Linked DNA regions of Anas platyrhynchos: region 2 is linked to region 1. The links are chromatin contacts, called in public Hi-C maps. All regions are on one chromosome and are shown on one strand. Each heading gives the region's core, a stretch centred on a gene start, on an enhancer-like site or on the middle of the called end of the contact. The rest is flanking DNA. Distances are from core to core; before and after follow the strand shown. Region 1 overlaps USP32 (ubiquitin specific peptidase 32). Region 2 holds the start of CHCT1 (CHD1 helical C-terminal domain containing 1).

What was found. A called contact is a pair of places that touch in the nucleus more often than the background predicts.
Region 2: a Hi-C map of skeletal muscle shows a contact between it and region 1, with 5 times the contacts expected there. The contact joins the promoter of CHCT1 here to the enhancer-like site in region 1. A contact is called at or near these places in 4 of 8 Hi-C or Micro-C datasets (liver, skeletal muscle and subcutaneous adipose tissue).

What each region holds. Positions count from the first base shown.
Region 1 is chr20:2,340,201-2,342,900 of IASCAAS_PekinDuck_T2T, forward strand. USP32 (ubiquitin specific peptidase 32) reads right to left here. Exons shown (of 34, transcript XM_038165660.2): 5 at 1,581-1,740. Among named protein-coding and RNA genes, the nearest start is that of USP32, 32 kb to the right of the region's middle. Within about 2 kb of position 1,406, at least 1 of the 8 cell types and tissues checked has an H3K27ac peak or open chromatin away from gene starts, as enhancers often do.
Region 2 is chr20:2,386,641-2,389,340 of IASCAAS_PekinDuck_T2T, forward strand. CHCT1 (CHD1 helical C-terminal domain containing 1) reads left to right here and starts at 1,373. Exons shown (of 6, transcript XM_013094612.4): 1 at 1,373-1,507; 2 at 2,230-2,358. The coding sequence starts at 1,448.

The sequences.
Region 1 (2,700 bases), core at 156-2,655:
CAAATAATTGGGATTCTGTCAAGACAAGGGTCGAAAAGTTTGCAATAAAAAAGTGACAATACTGTCTATGAAATTAAAAGAAAAAAAATCAAAATTACAACAGCAGAAACAAAATGTAACATGGAGCCACCCAAACAATTATTTTCTAAGAATCAGATTTATTTATTTATTTTTACTACAAACCTCAGTTTCAGTATAAATAAACTTTCTGTGAAAAGCTTAGTAAAAATTGTACAGAAAAACATTCAATTTCATGTGAAAAAAATCTAAGCAAGCTCCTAGGTAACATTCAGAGGCACGGGGTAAAGCTTTCTTTGAATACCTAAGGTAAGGCAGACTTGACAAGGCTGGAAGTGTGGTGAGTCTCAGTTTGATACAGATTGAGAGATTTTTCTGAGGGCTGAAATCTGTAGAATTCAAGAATGTGTTTTCTTTCTTTCTTTCTTTCCTTCTTTCTTTCCTTCTTTCTTTCCTTCTTTCTTTCCTTCTTTCTTTCCTTCTTTCTTTCCTTCTTTCTCCTTTAAGCAAACATCTTTCTCTATCCCTGTCTATTAGACCTTGGCATGGTTTTCTGAAACCTCCATGTCTACTGCAATCTCTCCTGTAACCCTCATAAATTACTAGCCTATAAACTTCTAATTTAATCATGCATTTTCATTTCAGATGTTCTAAACAGAATTTCAATCCGTATTTAAAAACAGAAGAAAAAAACTATAAAAATTATACATAATTTTAAAGTAATCCACCTATTGAAGGGAGAAAATGCCATGCTCACATCAACAGAAAAATCTGAGTGCATAAAGTACACGCAGATTGTTCGAATCACTGACATCTCAACAGCAAAGACCCTTCTCCTAAGGGACACCGAGTCCCTCAGATGCTTTCCTGTAATGTATGCTCACATTACACTTGCACATCAAGTATAATTTGTCAGCTCTTTGTTTTTACATTTAATCTACAAAACAGCTGCTCCTCCTTTTGCAATAATATAGACATAAGGAAGCATTTGTTCTTTGGAGATCGTTCCTACATGCAAATCCTGAGGAGGCTTCTCTTTAGTTAATTTAGTTCCCTGACTACATCACATGCCAAGAATATTACTTATTTGACTGTAGAAAACAACCTAAGATGTAATACTTAGTTTTGAAACAAGCATTGTTATCAAAACCATCTCAATAGTTTTATGATCCACTACACCAGAAAAAGCAAATACAAAACCTGTATTACCATCAAGTCTCTTTAGATTAACATATTTGTCAGAGAAGACATTTTGCTTTTTTTTATTTTTTTAATTTGCCTGGTAGTCAACATCTACTATAAGAAATGCTGTAATCTCAATGCTGTTCTCTCAAAATAATGCCCCACTGTGTCCTTGTACATAACAATGTTTTACTTGTCACAGCACAAAAAGCAGAGAACAAATTAGCATGGAGAAGAAATGTATCTCGCTGAACAGAACTGCATGCATCTAATCAGAGCAGTAAGATTTAATGAACAACTGCAGCAAGGCAACAGTTTAAGTTTGTGAACTCTGAAATAGTTTTATGAAACGCACATAATAAGAAGCATCTTTTACTTACAGTGTGTGACTCCAGCCAGTGTTTGATAGAAGGTAGGAGTATCACTATCATCAGTGAGTGTCACATACACACCTCCAGACAGCAGCCAACGGGAAAATGTGAAAGCATCTTTGTTGTGCAATAGCCAAACCCTGAACTTCTCATAGTTTACCTTTTCACCCTATTAGAAAATAAGAAAACGTGACTGGTTTTCTCTCCTTTCTCGGTATCCGTAAACAGGAACCATCTAGCTGCAAGAACAAGAATTAGGACAATCTCCTAGAAAAACAAGTACTGAAATAATTTTTTGGAGCCATGCCTGTTTTTCTATTTCATTCTGAAATACAGCACAAGGAGGGAAATTAGACTCCTCAGCTCTCTGCATTTCAACCTCCTACTCAACGTGGCCTTTGGAAAGGCATTTACTCTGAACCTCAGGTTATGGGGATTAGAAGAAAAATGGTTTCTTACAACTCAGAACAACAGGGGTTATTTTTATGAATTTGAAGTTGTTATGACAGATAAAAGCTCTTTCGTGCTGACTAACAGGTGCTATAAAATCATAAGCATTATGTTACATCTGTGCAAGCACACAAACACCTAGCATAATTAGATTTGTGAATAACTAACAGTATGAGAAATCACTGCGGCAGCATAAAAAATTATGCTGCTGGTGACCAAAGAACACCTTGCAGCATGCAGGTAAACATGACATTCACAGCATCTCCTAACTCAGGTTTCTCTTGCTGGATGTCTCATGGAACTGCCTCTTCAGGAATATGTAAAAGCTATGGATTCACAGAGTTTAACTGCTGAAGAGGCTGTTTAAACCATTTAGCTGAACGGTTTTCAAGCTGTGGGTATGAAGCCATAGGGATCAGCAGACATTTCTTCACTGCCTAGAAAACTAACTACAATAAAGGCAAACCTATTATCAGTAGACAAACTAACTCATTATATGGAGGCCCTAATCTCCATGGTAAATAAACAGAGGTCTGGAAACTGGAAGAGGTTTCAAGCCATTGACTAGTTAAACTTCCCTAATATCACAGACCATTAAGCTTCACTGAATTACACCTCTACAGCATCCAACAATTTGCACCGGGGCGTGGACTATCTGCAAATGCCAATTGAAGAAAAT
Region 2 (2,700 bases), core at 123-2,622, 46 kb after region 1:
TAAAGCCTGCGCTGATGCAGCTTTACTGCTCTTGGTGCTCCTGTTTGCTGTGACCACGTTGCCCTTCAGCACCCTGACTTGAGAGCTGAGGACACAGGCTGTCAGCTTCCTGGTGTAAACTCTGGAGGTGAAAAGAAGAGGAGCTGCCTGCCACACTGGGGACTGGTGTCATGATTGCAGGCAAAAGAGAAGCACTGGCAACAGGTGCTGAGGAGCCAAGTGCACTTTCAACATCCCCTTCGCCAACAACACCTCCAACGCAGTCCTTGCAAAACCCCGAAGCTCACATAGGTAACGCTGATCAACGCTATCGTGACTCCTCCGCTCTGCTATGCAGTGACCTTGCCTCATGTTAAGTAACACATAACATACCTTAAAATCTTAGTATAGACTAAATAAGTCATAACATACCTCAGAGGGTCAAAGCAAACCTAGCTGCAACGTGCTAGGAGGTGATTGTCCTTGGCCTGCTCAGCGCCAACCCGTGTGAGGCTCCCATGTCAGTGAGCTGACAGTGAAACTTCAGATGTGGGGGTGGTGGAAAGCAAACAGAGGGAGAAACACCACCAACATCTTACGAGGCTTGTCTTAGCGGATTTTTGTCATTACTGAATTCAATCACAGGTAAAGGACTGAAAACAAGAACCTATCCAGCTTCAAGACCCCTCATCAGGACACGGTGGTTGCTCCACCAGAAGCATCCATCCTGCTGCTCTGAGCAGAGCCTGGGCCTCTTCATGCCGTGCCCAGGGGTCCTCAGGGAGAGAGACCCCATATGGCCCTCAGGATGACTCCTGGTGCCAGAAGCGACGTGGCACAGGAGCCCAGCTGAATCACAGCTGCAGCAATTACACTAATTGTCCAAGGGACAAAACAATTGCACTTGTCCAACTGGTCAGGGCATGACAGCAGCCTGACACATTTTCATTTGTGAAAGCATTTTGCCTTGAAGTAAGTTTCCAAAACAGATTCCACTCAACTTCAAGCCTTTCCAGTCTTCTTCCTGGGAAGAGCAATTTATTCGTGTTTTAAAACAGAGTTTCAAGAGATGCTACCCAGGAGAGCTGCATCTCGCTGTGGGTGGCTTCCACCACCACCTGTTAGGGAGATGCCCACAGATTTCCCTTACACTACAGTGGGAGTTGTGGTCTCTGCTCTAAGAAGCTCCATGCACAGCACCTGGGGGAAAACCCAGGGGTTTCAGCCCATTTCCTTAGAACCACAATTCAATGGCAGAGCTGATTGGGAGAGGTGACCGTGCCCTGCAGGACTGTCCCATTGTGACAGTGCCGTTCCGGGCAGCGCCCCAGCTGTTCCCATGGCTGGTGGAACTCGGAACCCGTATCCGGGCCCCCGGTTACCCCAGTGCGCTTTGGTTCAAACACAGCTCCCGTGGCAACTTCCCCTTCCCACCTGGTGCGAGCAGGAGGCGAGGGGTCTGTGTCCCATGGAGAATACGGGCAGCAGAACGGGGGCGGCTGAGGACAACCCGGCTGGGCAAGCCAAGGTGAGCAGGGGCAGGGGCACGGCGAGAGCAGAGCCCGGCCTCAGCATCACTTCTAAAACCTCTTCGTAAATCCAGTCCTAAACCAGAAGGGATCTTCCCAGGGAGCAGAGCACACACAAAATGGAAGAACTGCTCTTCCTACATGCTTTAAGAGGCACCATAAGCTTGTGTTTAAGTTGGTCGTACAATCATTGCTTTCCAAAAAAATGAGTGGAGAAGTTACCTACGGAAACATTGCTGCAGGGAAAACCTACACCCTGTGCGAGAGATAACTCCCCCTGGACCTGGGACATGCAAACCCAGTGGCTGAGGATTTTGCTTTGCTTTCCAGCCAGCTGTGCAGCTGTCCATAGAAGCTGTGCGTGGAGCAGCGCCGCGTTACACTGAGCCCACTGTAGCTGCGATTTCCACTTAGCAAGCGGATGCCAGCCCTTGTTTGATGGATGCTATTAGGAACGAGTGACCATTGTTTACCTTGTAATTTATTAGAGGTAGGGTTTCCAAAAGGGACTTACAGTAGGTGGCCAATTCTTATGGACTTCTAATTATAATTGAGTACCTAGCTTCATTAAGCACCTCTGAAAACTCAAGCTGAAACGCTTTTGGCAGGAAGAGAAATGCTTCTGAGCCTTATGATAGGGTTTGCCCTCAGCAATGTTTGTAGTAGAGGACGCAGGATTGGCACCAACAGGCGACTAACCTGCAGCTTTGGCACTTTGCAGGCCACCGAGGGGGATGCGGCTGGCAGCAGGGGCGAGGCAGCCCCCAGGACAGGCAGCTCGCACGCTGCGCCATGCAGGACCCCGCTCGTCAGCTACGCAGACGGCCTCGATCGGGACACCTTCAAAATTGTGAGATACTAAATAGACTTCAGTGGTAGAGAGAAAAAAAAAATCAGTGGTAACTCAGGTTGTTGAGAGAGAGCAAAAAGCAGGATACATCATCTTATTGCAGCTTTCCTCCATGTCTGGATGTTAACCTGATTGCTGTTTTCCAGTTAACTGGACATCACACTGAGTTAAACAGCCACCCGCACCAAAAATCACACTTTACATACACCACCAGGTTTTTGGAAACACAAACTGCAATCTTTATCATTTCACATGACACTTTGGTGGCGTGGTTCAGCAATATTACCGGCACCATGGCCCCAAAGCTCCATCTCACACCTCTGCCCTGCACGGGGACATCCT